Regions from separate parts of the Pan troglodytes genome. Here region 2 is linked to region 1. A link is a contact called in public HiChIP or PLAC-seq data. All regions are on one chromosome and are shown on one strand. Each heading gives the region's core, a stretch centred on a gene start, on an enhancer-like site or on the middle of the called end of the contact. The rest is flanking DNA. Distances are from core to core; before and after follow the strand shown.

Evidence for each region. HiChIP or PLAC-seq counts read pairs in DNA pulled down with a chosen protein or histone mark.
Region 2: an H3K4me3 HiChIP or PLAC-seq map of stem cell-derived excitatory neurons shows a contact between it and region 1, with 5 times the contacts expected there. The contact joins the promoter of SLC35F1 here to the promoter of NUS1 in region 1. A contact is called at or near these places in 1 of 7 Hi-C or Micro-C datasets (stem cell-derived neural progenitor cells) and 1 of 1 datasets of contacts at active chromatin or transcription factors (stem cell-derived excitatory neurons).

What each region holds. Positions count from the first base shown.
Region 1 is chr5:129,571,788-129,577,351 of NHGRI_mPanTro3-v2.0_pri, forward strand. It overlaps NUS1 (NUS1 dehydrodolichyl diphosphate synthase subunit), which reads left to right and starts at 3,447. Exons shown (of 5, transcript XM_518713.9): 1 at 3,447-4,165. The coding sequence starts at 3,751. LOC129144311 (a long non-coding RNA gene) reads right to left here and starts at 3,427. Exons shown (of 5, transcript XR_010158157.1): 1 at 3,177-3,427.
Region 2 is chr5:129,804,261-129,809,824 of NHGRI_mPanTro3-v2.0_pri, forward strand. It overlaps SLC35F1 (solute carrier family 35 member F1), which reads left to right and starts at 2,767. Exons shown (of 9, transcript XM_009451898.5): 1 at 2,767-3,458. The coding sequence starts at 3,286.

The DNA of each region.
Region 1 (5,564 bases), core at 2,197-4,696:
TGGCCTTCTCCTTGGTACTTATCCAAATAAGTTGAAAACCTATATCTACACAAAACCTGCACATTGATATTTATAGCAGTTTTATTTATAATTGCTAAAACTTGGAAGCCACCAAGTTGTCCTTCAGTAGGTGAACAGATAAGTTCTGTGGTACATCAGCAATGGAATGTGGTACATCCAGCAATGGGATATTATTCAGCACTAAAAAGAAATGAGGTATGAAATCATGAAAAGACATGGACAAGCTTAAATGCATATTAGTAAGTGACATAAGGCAATAAGAAAAGGCTACATGCTGTGCGATTCCAACTGTGTAACATTCTGGAAAAGGTAAAAGTATGGAGACAGTAAAAGTAGCAGTGGTTGTAAGGATTAAGATAATGTAAAGCATTTTGTAAACTGAAAAGTAAATGAAATACCATCCCCATAGTGTTTGGGCTTAAGGGTCTGAGGCTGGATAACTCTTTCTGTGTTTTCCTGTGCTTCATAAAATTTTGGGGTGGAAGGTTAAATGGTATTTAAGAAATCCAAACATTATATTCAGAACCCCTAAGTTCCTAAATGTGCCACATTTACTGCTTTTTTGAAATGACAAAAGAAGAAAATCTTTAGAAGAGAGAGGACTCCATAAACTTAAGATTCCAAGTATGTCCAGAGCAAGACATCCAGTGTGGCTCTCCTGTTATTCCAGAATTGTGGCTGAGAACAAAAGGCACTGAGTCCACCTCCTTCTAAGAACAGTGAAGCAGCCTGAAGTTGACAGCAACCACCAGATGCAAAGCAGGTTCACTGTACACTGGTTACCGGTTCAGCCCACTGCATTTTGGACTGCACTTTTCCTATATCCAGTGTCCAGTGACGCAGAACACTCACACACAAGTTACATGAAGTGGGTTTATTACTTACAGACAGGCAGCAAGGGACAACAGAAGCATGTCATAATGACCATATCTCCCAAGGCCGAGGAAAACTTCTTAGGGAGGATGGCGTCTCATCTGCTCGTGCACTGCTTGCACCGCAACTAAGGGACCCCAGAAAGCAGTTTGCTCTCAGTTTCTACTACAGGGCAATGGGATGTGCTGGGCTAGTACTAGTTGAAGGACATCCTATTTCTAGAAGAGACTGGAACAGAGCCTGGGCTGTTCTGGTCAGTTCCTCCTTGTCTATAGTATATTGCATTCCAACACATTCTACAGTTATTCTCGAGAACTACAAGTGAGAAAAGGGGGAAGAACTGTGTTGGTTCAAGGCCACCCAGAGAACTGTTCTGTATGAGACCCTCCATCCCTAGCCTACTGACAGCTGACAGAGAAGAAAAGTGGGTACCGCCGCCCCACCACTCTTTAGGAGGCTGAACATCCTGGGAGCTAGGGGACCTGCTACTAGGAGGAAACTCTAGGAGGAAAACAAGCAAATGTCTGGGGAGAGACGCCAGGATCTGCATGTGGGTGTGTCAGATGGACATGTGGCTAGAATCCTTTTGCTTAAATTTGCAATTCAAAGAAATACAGGGGCCGGACGCGGCGGCTCACGCCTGTAATCCCAGCACTTTGGGAGGCCAAGGCCGGCGGATCACCTGAGGTCAGGAGTTCAAGACCAACATGGTGAAACCCCGTCTCTACTAAAAATACAAAAAAAATTAGCCGGGCTTAGTGGCGGGCACCTGTAGTCCCAGCTATTCGGGAGGCTGAGGCAGGAGAATGGCGTGAACCCGGGAGGCGGAGCCTGCAGTGAGCTGAGATCGCGCCACTGCCCTCCAGCCTGGGCGACTGAGCGAGACTCCGTTTCAAAAAAAAAGGAAAAAAGAAATACAGAAGATAGAGCCTGTCTGTGCCTGCACACCTGAGAGCAGGCCACAGGAACATGAGATTGATGTCTTTAATCTTGTCAGAACCGATAGATATTGGGGCAAAGAAGTGAGTACGGTAGAGAAATGTGGCAAGGTAGTCAGCATGGGGGGTGGGGTGGGGTCTGCAGAATACGTGGCCAAATCTCAATGGGACACTGGTGTCTAGGGAGCTTCCTTAACAAGCATCATGTAGCTGCATAAACTACAGCAATGGGCAGTGAGGAAGAAGACTGTAGGCTTCCCTGATCATGGCCTTTGGCCTCTCCTCCTTTGTCCATCATCAGAGGAGCTACTGCAGAGGAGACCAGGAGAGAAAGAAGTGTGTGAAAGGTGTGCCTGGTGCCCAGCCCTCAGTTCTTCAGGCTGCACTGCCAAAGGGAGGAAAATTGCACTGCGAAAGGGAGATGGACATGAGATTCAACTTTTAAAGTAAAGTTAAATGAGTCTTAGAAACCAAAATGAGACTAGTTGAAAAAGTGACAATGTTAGAAAAATTAAGTCACATAGCCAAGACGTGAACAGATGTTTCCCAGGGGGAAAAAGAGGCTTTAGCGAACAAAGAATAGGTAGGTATTACAAAAATGCAACTGTTTACACACACACACGTGTGTAAATATGTGTGTATACGTGTGTGTATACGTGTGTGTATGTGTACAGTTGCATTTTTGTAATACCTCCCTAATCTTTATATATATACTTATATAAATACAAATAATATAAATATTATTGTTGCACACACACATACATATGATGACAGAGGATGTGGCATGTAGGATAAACCTTGAGAAATGGGTTGGAATGTCGGCAATACCAAGTCGGGAATCAGGAATTCAGGAGAAGAGCTTGAACAAAAAGGGCAAAGACAGTACAGACTTACCGCGGGGAAGTACAAAACCATTCTAGAGGGCCACGTCGAAGTCCACATGGACAGAAACATTAGGGTGTTAAAGGGGATGATAAGGCTTGGATGAGCAGTTTGCTTCAAACAGTGGCGGTCATTGAAGTCAGGCACAATGTCTATTTTTCTCCCCACTGTAAACCTAACCCACGGCGGTTGGTCAAAGTCTTGCCGAATAAAAAAAAAAAAAAAAAAAAAAGAATGAAGTGACTGGACTGCCAAGCTGTAGAGCCTCTACTAAGCAATGTACAGCCAGGAAAGGATACCTTAGATGAGAATGACATGGGTAGAGGGGTGTTTCAGGAACATGGCTAAAGATCCTCGCTCTCAGCCTCAGCTGGGAGGCTGAATAAAGGACAGTAGCAGGACCACTCCAGCCTTTGAGGACACTTTTGGAAACCCTGGTGGATTCCCAGCATCAACACTTACTGAGGGCTGCTTTCCATCCCTAGGTTCTTTCCGGCATTTGTAATTTCCAATCCACTTAGGACACTTCTACTCCTCAGAAACCGTTTCTGTCGGGGCCGTGAGAGGAGACAGTATAAGACTTCCTGGACCCAAGGGACGCCGGGTCCCCTGGAAGCGCCCATCGCATTGAAGACCACGTGTGCCTTGCTGGTGTCCCATTCAGAAAAGTCCCGGGTCGTTCGCTCATCGCCCTCCACGCGACCAGGGGGCGCCCGCGGTATCGGCCCGGCTAGTTCGCAGGCGTGCGCCTTCCCTCACTGCGCCGGGCTGGGCCACATTCTCCGACACAGAAGCCGCGTCAGAATTCTACGCTGCCCAATCAGAACTGTCCATGTACTACTGGGGGCGGGGCTGCCAAGGGAGGAGGAAGATGGCGGCGGGGGCGAGGTGAGGTGTTGGCAGTGGAAAGGGGTTCGGGCTCGGGGGGCGGGGGGACGCGGAGCGATGGCCCGCGCCGGCCGCAGGGGCGGATAAAAAGCCGTCGCGCCGCGGGAGTGGGCGGGAGGGAGAGGGGGTGTCCAAGGGCCACAAGAGTATGACGGGGCTGTACGAGCTGGTGTGGCGGGTGCTGCACGCGCTGCTCTGTCTGCACCGCACGCTCACCTCCTGGCTCCGCGTTCGGTTCGGCACCTGGAACTGGATCTGGCGGCGCTGCTGCCGCGCCGCCTCTGCCGCGGTCCTAGCGCCGCTCGGCTTCACGCTCCGCAAGTCCCCGGCAGTCGGCAGGAACCGCCGTCACCACCGGCACCCGCGCGGGGGGTCGTGCCTGGCAGCCGCACACCACCGGATGCGCTGGCGCGCGGACGGTCGTTCCTTGGAGAAGCTGCCTGTGCATATGGGCCTGGTGATCACCGAGGTGGAGCAAGAACCCAGCTTCTCGGACATCGCGAGCCTAGTGGTGTGGTGTATGGCCGTGGGCATCTCCTACATTAGCGTCTACGACCACCAAGGTGAGGCCCGGTGCGGTGGTGGGGGGTGGCCGAGGCGTCTTGGACCGCTAGACCGCTGGTCTGGCGGGTGGTGCCCATGGCACGAGTTGCCGCGGCCTCTCTGCAAATCACAGCGCTAGCGCTTTCGAGGAAGGGAGATCAGCTTTATTGAACACCTACTAATTCTCTGGATTTGACTCAGTCGCTTTTTAACATTTTAAAAATATCCCTTGGCCGGGCGCGGTGGCTCATGCCTGTAATCCCAGCACTTTGGGAGGCCGAGGCGGACGGATCACCTGAGGTCGGGAGTTCGAGACCAGCCTGACTAACATGGAGAAACCCCGTCTCTACTAAAAATACAAGATTAGTCGGGCGTGGTGGCACATGCCTGTAATCCCAGCTACTAGGGAGGCTGAGGCAGGAGAATCGCTGGAACCCGGGAGGCGGAGGTTGTGGTGAGCCGAGATCGCGCCACTGCACTCCAGCCTGGGCAACAAGAGCGAAACTCTGTCTCAAATAAGTAAATAAATAAAAATAAATAAATAAAAAATCTCTTATTCGTTATAATACCGCAGTAATGTAGATGGTATTTGTATACCCTTGCCAAGGTTTAAAAACATTAACTGATTTGCCCAAGGCCACAAGATCGTAATGGAGCCACAAAGATCGGAATGAGGATATTGGAATTTTAGCCATTCTGTGCTTTTTCACAATCTTTGCCTTTGGTTACAGCACACTGTTTCTTTAAGAGAGCTTCCAGGCGCTGTTCTTAAGTCGCAGTGAGGCTATAGAGGACTTAGGCATGGGCTGTGTGATAGGTACTGCAAATGGGAGCGGTGGGGGTCAGGTGGTATTTGAACTGGGTTTGTGAAAAATATGTGAGAGATTGGATAGGCAGAAAAGAAAATGGTCCCTTTCTGTCTTGGAAGCCTGGGATGGTTTGTGATCCTTCATCATCAGTGCCCAACACAGTACTTGATAGAATTGTCCTCTCATACGTTTTGATTGAGGGAATGAATTTCACCATAGGGAGTTTTTGTAAGTACAAAAATTCAGTACTTATTGGGTAGCTACAAACCTAAAGCACTGTGCTAGGCATATTCCTTGGAATCTTGCATTTAATTCCATGGACTCTCAGGCTTGTTAGGAGGTAGGCACACACTCACATATTTGACAAGGTTAATAACAAGAAGTGTTGAGAGTAAAATTACTATTGTGAGAAGAGAGGAGAGAAATTGTGAATGAAGGAACTTGAGAAGTTCATGCAGTGGAGGTGGGATTTAAGCAGGACCTTGAAGAATAGGTAGGAGATAAGTTGAGGAAGACTCAGGTTTGGGATGTCAGATTTGATTTTCAATCAGATCTTGAAAGCATTGGAATTTCTTTAAAGATAAAGATGTGAGAAGAATGATTTAAGAGT
Region 2 (5,564 bases), core at 1,517-4,016, 230 kb after region 1:
CATATGGCCACTGGTCATTTGCAGCAGCACAAGCAATTCCAGATAGTTGTTCAGCAATTTGGGGAGGATCATCAGTTACCTCTGGTGCATGACTGTGAAGCTTTTTTCTCAATAATGTGCATAGGTGCAGTCTATGCTAAACAGATTAGTCAGTGCCTGGTGACTCTGACACAGGCCAAACTTCACTCTTCCCCACATCAGTGGACATGTCTTCAAAATGAGAAACACTAAAGAAGGTATAGCTGATAGCCAACTTCTGCTTCCTTAAGGAATTCAACAGAACTAGTCTGTGCCTGAAGAGAAATTCGGGTGATATAATGGTAAGAGAGGCAGAATTTTTTGTGGCATGGAAATTCTGCAATAGCATCATACCACTAACCACAGCTGACAAAGAGGAGGTAAACTGAGAAGTAGGCATGTCCCTGGAACCCACATGCCACCACTGAAAACTACATACAGATCCTTAGCCCATTGCCTTCATCTCCTTTCCTTTTGGTCAGAGCTCGTGAACTGATTTTGAGGTCAGGGATGGACAAAAGTCTTGCAGCAGGAAAAAGGGAAGCAGCCCTTTTCTACATCTTTTATGTTTAATTTCATGTCAGACACACCATTATGACACTTGGACCTTTGACTCCTGTTTACTTACTTCACAAATGTTATCTAGCTACTTAAATATTTTTTTCTTTTAGAGATGGTGTCTTGCTATGTTGCCCAAGCTGGCCTCTACCTCCTGGGCTCAAGCCATCCTCCTGTCTTAGCATTAAGAGTAGCTGGGACTACAGGCACACACCAACACACTTGGCGGTTAGCTACTTTCTAAGAAATGAGCATGGAGTACAGAATCAGAGGATAAGAAGGGATCTGATGCTGTATCCCCCCAGAAATGGAGTAACAAAAGCATAAGGCTTGAATCTGCATTGAGGTCTTACCAACAAGATTGAAATTTTACATCTCTCATCTTGTTCTTCTTTCATCTTGGTTTTCTCCCTTCCTGACTCAGAGGAGATGTAGAGCATTTGGATTTAGTAGTCCCTCTAGAGAAATGACCAGATGCAAATGCAGACATTGAAGTGCAGACACAGCACTGAGTCGTGATGTGCCAAAAACATTCAAAGGGAGGCAAGCCAAATGTGAAGGAAGAGGGCACTGAAGCAACCAGTTATTCAAGGCAGACACCTGAAATTACCATAAATGTTGTTTTAATAGAGAGACTTCTACCACGATTTGCTGCCAGGTTCAGCTGAAGTGCATTTTATTCATGTCTGCTACATTCGGTGGGTCCACTAAGGGTAAATTTATTGCCACTATCGGAATTTTAATGTCCAAGAGGCTACAAGCCTTGGTCCTGTTTGTAATAATTCTTCAGAGTGTCCTGTGCAAATCTGAGGTGGAAAAATCAGAGAATGAAAGGTTGTTGAGAAAGAACAGGACGACATTTTAATTATAAAAGGGAAAATGTTCCAATTGGGGTTAATTTCTGTAGAAAGAAACCTCAGGGATATTTCAGGTAGCAAGTAGGTTTTACAGAATTGAAATATAGATTGAAGAGATTTTGCAAATACCCGTTTTCTCATATTTTTGATGATTAAAAAAAGACTCCGAATTTTGTTAAAGGAATGGGACCTTGTTAACTGAACAAAGAATCCCATCTTATTTATATCCTTCCATATTCCTTTTCTCCTCTGTTGAAAGGACATAGTCCATTCCTTTTTTGAGTGTTATTTTCTCCCCAATTCCCTCTCTCAGTGGCAAATCCTATCACTGGTATTTTTAATTTGCTGGTTTCAGAGCATTTGGATTCAGTAGTGGTATCAGCATGCCTTTGTGTGAACAAACTTACCTGTTAAACTTACTCAATTCCCTGCACTGAAGCGAAGAGTTTTTAAAAATGCATATCATTTTTCAAGGCAAGATCCCTATCTAAACAGTCTAAATAAAGGAAAATTTGAAAAATATCTCTCTTTCAAGAATCGGGTATTAATTGGGATCTGGATCAATCGGTATAAGAATGCCCGGGACAGAGAGTCAGTTTCCATTGGTAGAAATATGGTCCAAGATTTCTGTGGCAGATACACAGGACTTTCCCTTTTGGAGTTGGGGGACTATTAAAGGAGCTGTTAGGCTCCCCTGCTGCGTGGTTTACCTCATTTAAGTCTTACAACTCCCCTGGGAGAAAGACATGAGTAGTCTCGCTGCAGAGAAGAATGTCTCAGAATTTAATTGCTTAGAGTCTCTGCGGATAAGTTTCAGATGTGCCACTGAAACTCAAATCTGCCTACGTTCCTTTCACAGCACTACATTGCCTCAAATGGAGACGTTTTGAGTTGGTCTGATATGCTTTTTCCAGTTCCCAGAATTGATTCTTTGTGAGAAGTAGTTTTTCCTCCCATTTCCTCCAGGCCAATTATGGCGAATGTAGTAGGAGCAACATCTAGGATTCTCCGTTTGGGTTTCTAACCTGGGGCCGGCACCTGTCTCGGCGTCCTGCCGCTGTCCCAGGCCGGTGGTGCTGGATTCCGCGGCGCTTGGGCAGAAACGAGGAATCCCCGCCAACTCCACAGGGAGGATCTATTCCCAGCCCCCTTATCCCCCTAAAAAACACCCAAACCAAAACAATCACCACAACCTAGACCGTGGGCCTCTGCGGACGGGGCAGTAGAGGGTCGGGGGCAACAAGGCACCTCGGCAGCGCCCTCTGGCGAGAGGAGAGCGAGCAGGTCCCCCGCCCGCGCCCCGCTCTACCGCCGCCGCCGCCGCCGCCGCCGCCGCGGCGCCCCCGCCCGGCTCTCCGGGTTCACTCTCGGTCTCTCACTCCGTGAGACACAGACGGTAGCTTTCCGACCGAGCGGGGCACAGGCTGAGGCGGCGCCAGCACAACTGCCGCCGCGCGCCCCGAGGAGACCCGGGCACGAGGAAACAAGGCGAAGCCAGGACTCCTTCCCCGGAACCGACCGGCAGCTCCGCGCCCCCGCGCGACACCCTTCGCAGCCACTTCGCGGGGCGGGCCAGGACTTGGGGACGCGGCTCGGGAAGAGCCGGGGCGGGCGGCGGCGGCGGCGGCACGGGCGCGAGGGTGCGCGCACTGGGACTGGAGAGGAGTCAGTGGCGGGCTGGGCGGCGGCGGCCGTAGCCGCGGGTGCCTCCCCGCCTCACCGCTTCGCAGGCAGCACCGCCTCCCGGGCCGCGGCCGCCCGGCCGGGTCCTCTGCGCGTTCCCGGGCCGGGAGCCGGCACACGATGCGCCCGGCTGCGTTCTGATCGCCGCCGCGCCTCAGCCTCTGCCGCGATGATCCCCCCTGAGCAGCCGCAGCAGCAGCTGCAGCCGCCGTCGCCAGCCCCGCCGAACCATGTGGTGACCACCATCGAGAACCTGCCGGCCGAGGGCAGCGGCGGCGGCGGGAGCCTGTCCGCCTCCTCCCGGGCTGGCGTGCGCCAGAGGATCCGCAAAGTGCTGAACAGGTGAGCGGCGGCGCTGGGCGAGGGCGCGGGGGGCGGGGGCTGCTGGCGCCCGGCTCCGGGTCCCCTCCGTCCCTGGGGCGGCCCACGGGTCCTTTGGGACGGGGTTGCGGCCGGAGGAGACTGAGGAGATCGGGCGACGACGCGCTCCGCGTTCGCAGAGAGGCCGCGGCAGCTTTGTCCCGGCGCAGGGAGCCCTGGAGTGGCGGAGCTGCAGCTGGTCCGAGGCGGGAGTTCGGGGAGAGGCGGGGTTTTTCGTACCTAGCCACCCTGTATGTGTGTCCGCACTCACACCCTCCATACGCGTGCCGCCTCACTTCCCTTTCCCTCTCGCACTCCGGTTTTGCGATCGGGGGTCGGGGGGACGCGGGGACCCGGCCAGGGCTGAGGAGGGAGGCGCGGGGCTGCAGAGATGGCGTGGAAGTCCTGGGCCTCGTGCTGTCCTCCGCCCCGCCCCGCCCGGGGGCTTCGACCCCTTGCCGGGGGGGATGGGGTCGCAGCGACAGCCTAGCAGGCAGAGGGAACCCACTTCTTCAGCCTGACGCTCCAGTCGCCTCTCGGACTCTTCCTGGCTGGGAGCAGCGAAGAGAGGGCTAGAGGCCTGGAACAGACCCAGCAAAGTGCAAAACATTGCGGGCAGGGTGTGAGCCGGCGGCGCCCAGTTATTCCGAAGCGCCCATGCCGGAGGGGGCGGGTGCCGATCGCTGGCGCCTCCAGTGCTGGAATCTGCGTAGTGGATTCAGGACGTTGACGTTTTAGGATGAGGACCTGGGTTGACGTGAAAATGGGGGTACCTCTGGCACCTCTGACTCAACTGTGATGTGAAAGGGACTTTTTCTACTTAAGTAACTTGAAATGGTTGACGAGCTGACACATTAAAAAATTGTATAGGGAATGGGTTTTGTGTTCTTTTTTGTTTGGATGCGTGGGTGCCTTTCGATGCATCTGTAGGGGTAACTGTTCCAGTCGCTCTGTTCATACAGGTTTCTGTGTGGCACTGTGTTGGGTAGCAGAGATTCCCAACGAATTCACACCTAACTGTCTGGGGCTCAAAGCTCTGGTGGGAATACAAACTATGTACAGAAATAGAATCTTGAGAAATATCCTTATTTTGGGAGTATAGTTTAATTTAGTTATATCAAATCCCGAACCATTCAAGAATCCCTGGTGGAGAATTAATGCGTGCGTTAGTTTATTTGCGGGTACTTCTGTAGCTTTCCATTTATTATCAAACAGAAAGAAATTCACTCTGACGGGAGACACGAGTTGGTAATAGAACTAAGTCTTTGCTTTGTAGCTGAGAATACCACCTTCCAAAAGATAAAGTAGAATAAAGCAAGAAGACGCTGGCTCAGTACATATTATGTGGGTTTTGTATTTTTTATGAATACCTGTGAGTTTTTTTTTGAATTGCAATTACCTTGTCATTGGCTGTTTAAATTTTTAATCACAATATATTTTTAATTATTATTATTTCTCATCAAACTAGAAAATATTGATGTAATATTTTGCTCAGTTTCTTTTTGCTCAATTATAAGTTATTACTGATTCCATGTAGGTTATTTCTTGATATGTAATGAATCATAGAGCCCAGAAAAACAAGATCACTGAGGTAGGAGTGAGGGGTATGTTGTCATCATACCTTGGCCAGTAGCCAGACAAGTGGTTTGCAGCAGAGCCATTTATCTGCTTGGTCTTGGTTTCTTCATTGTAAATTATGTTTAATAATACAGTACTTGTCTTACTTCCCTACCATGATTTTGAGAATTAGATAATGCTGAAGAAAACACTTGGAAAAGTATAAAGATCTACATGAATTAATGTATTCAACTCATTTTTTTTCTAAGGTAAGCCTATGGGGTAAACATAGGCAAATGAAGTTGAAGTCATGCTACGTTATGGGTAGAACCTTGTGTTTCTAATGAAACGATCTGTGACATGAGTTGTACTAGTCCCAGTGTATAGAGGAGGAACTTATACTTATGTTGGGTTGACGGCATTTCATCGCAGGTATACAACCATGAATGGAACCCTAGGTTTGTAGCCTTTAGACTTAAGCTAAAACAATTATTTATTTATTTGTCTTTCAAAGTTATTCAAAAATTTCAA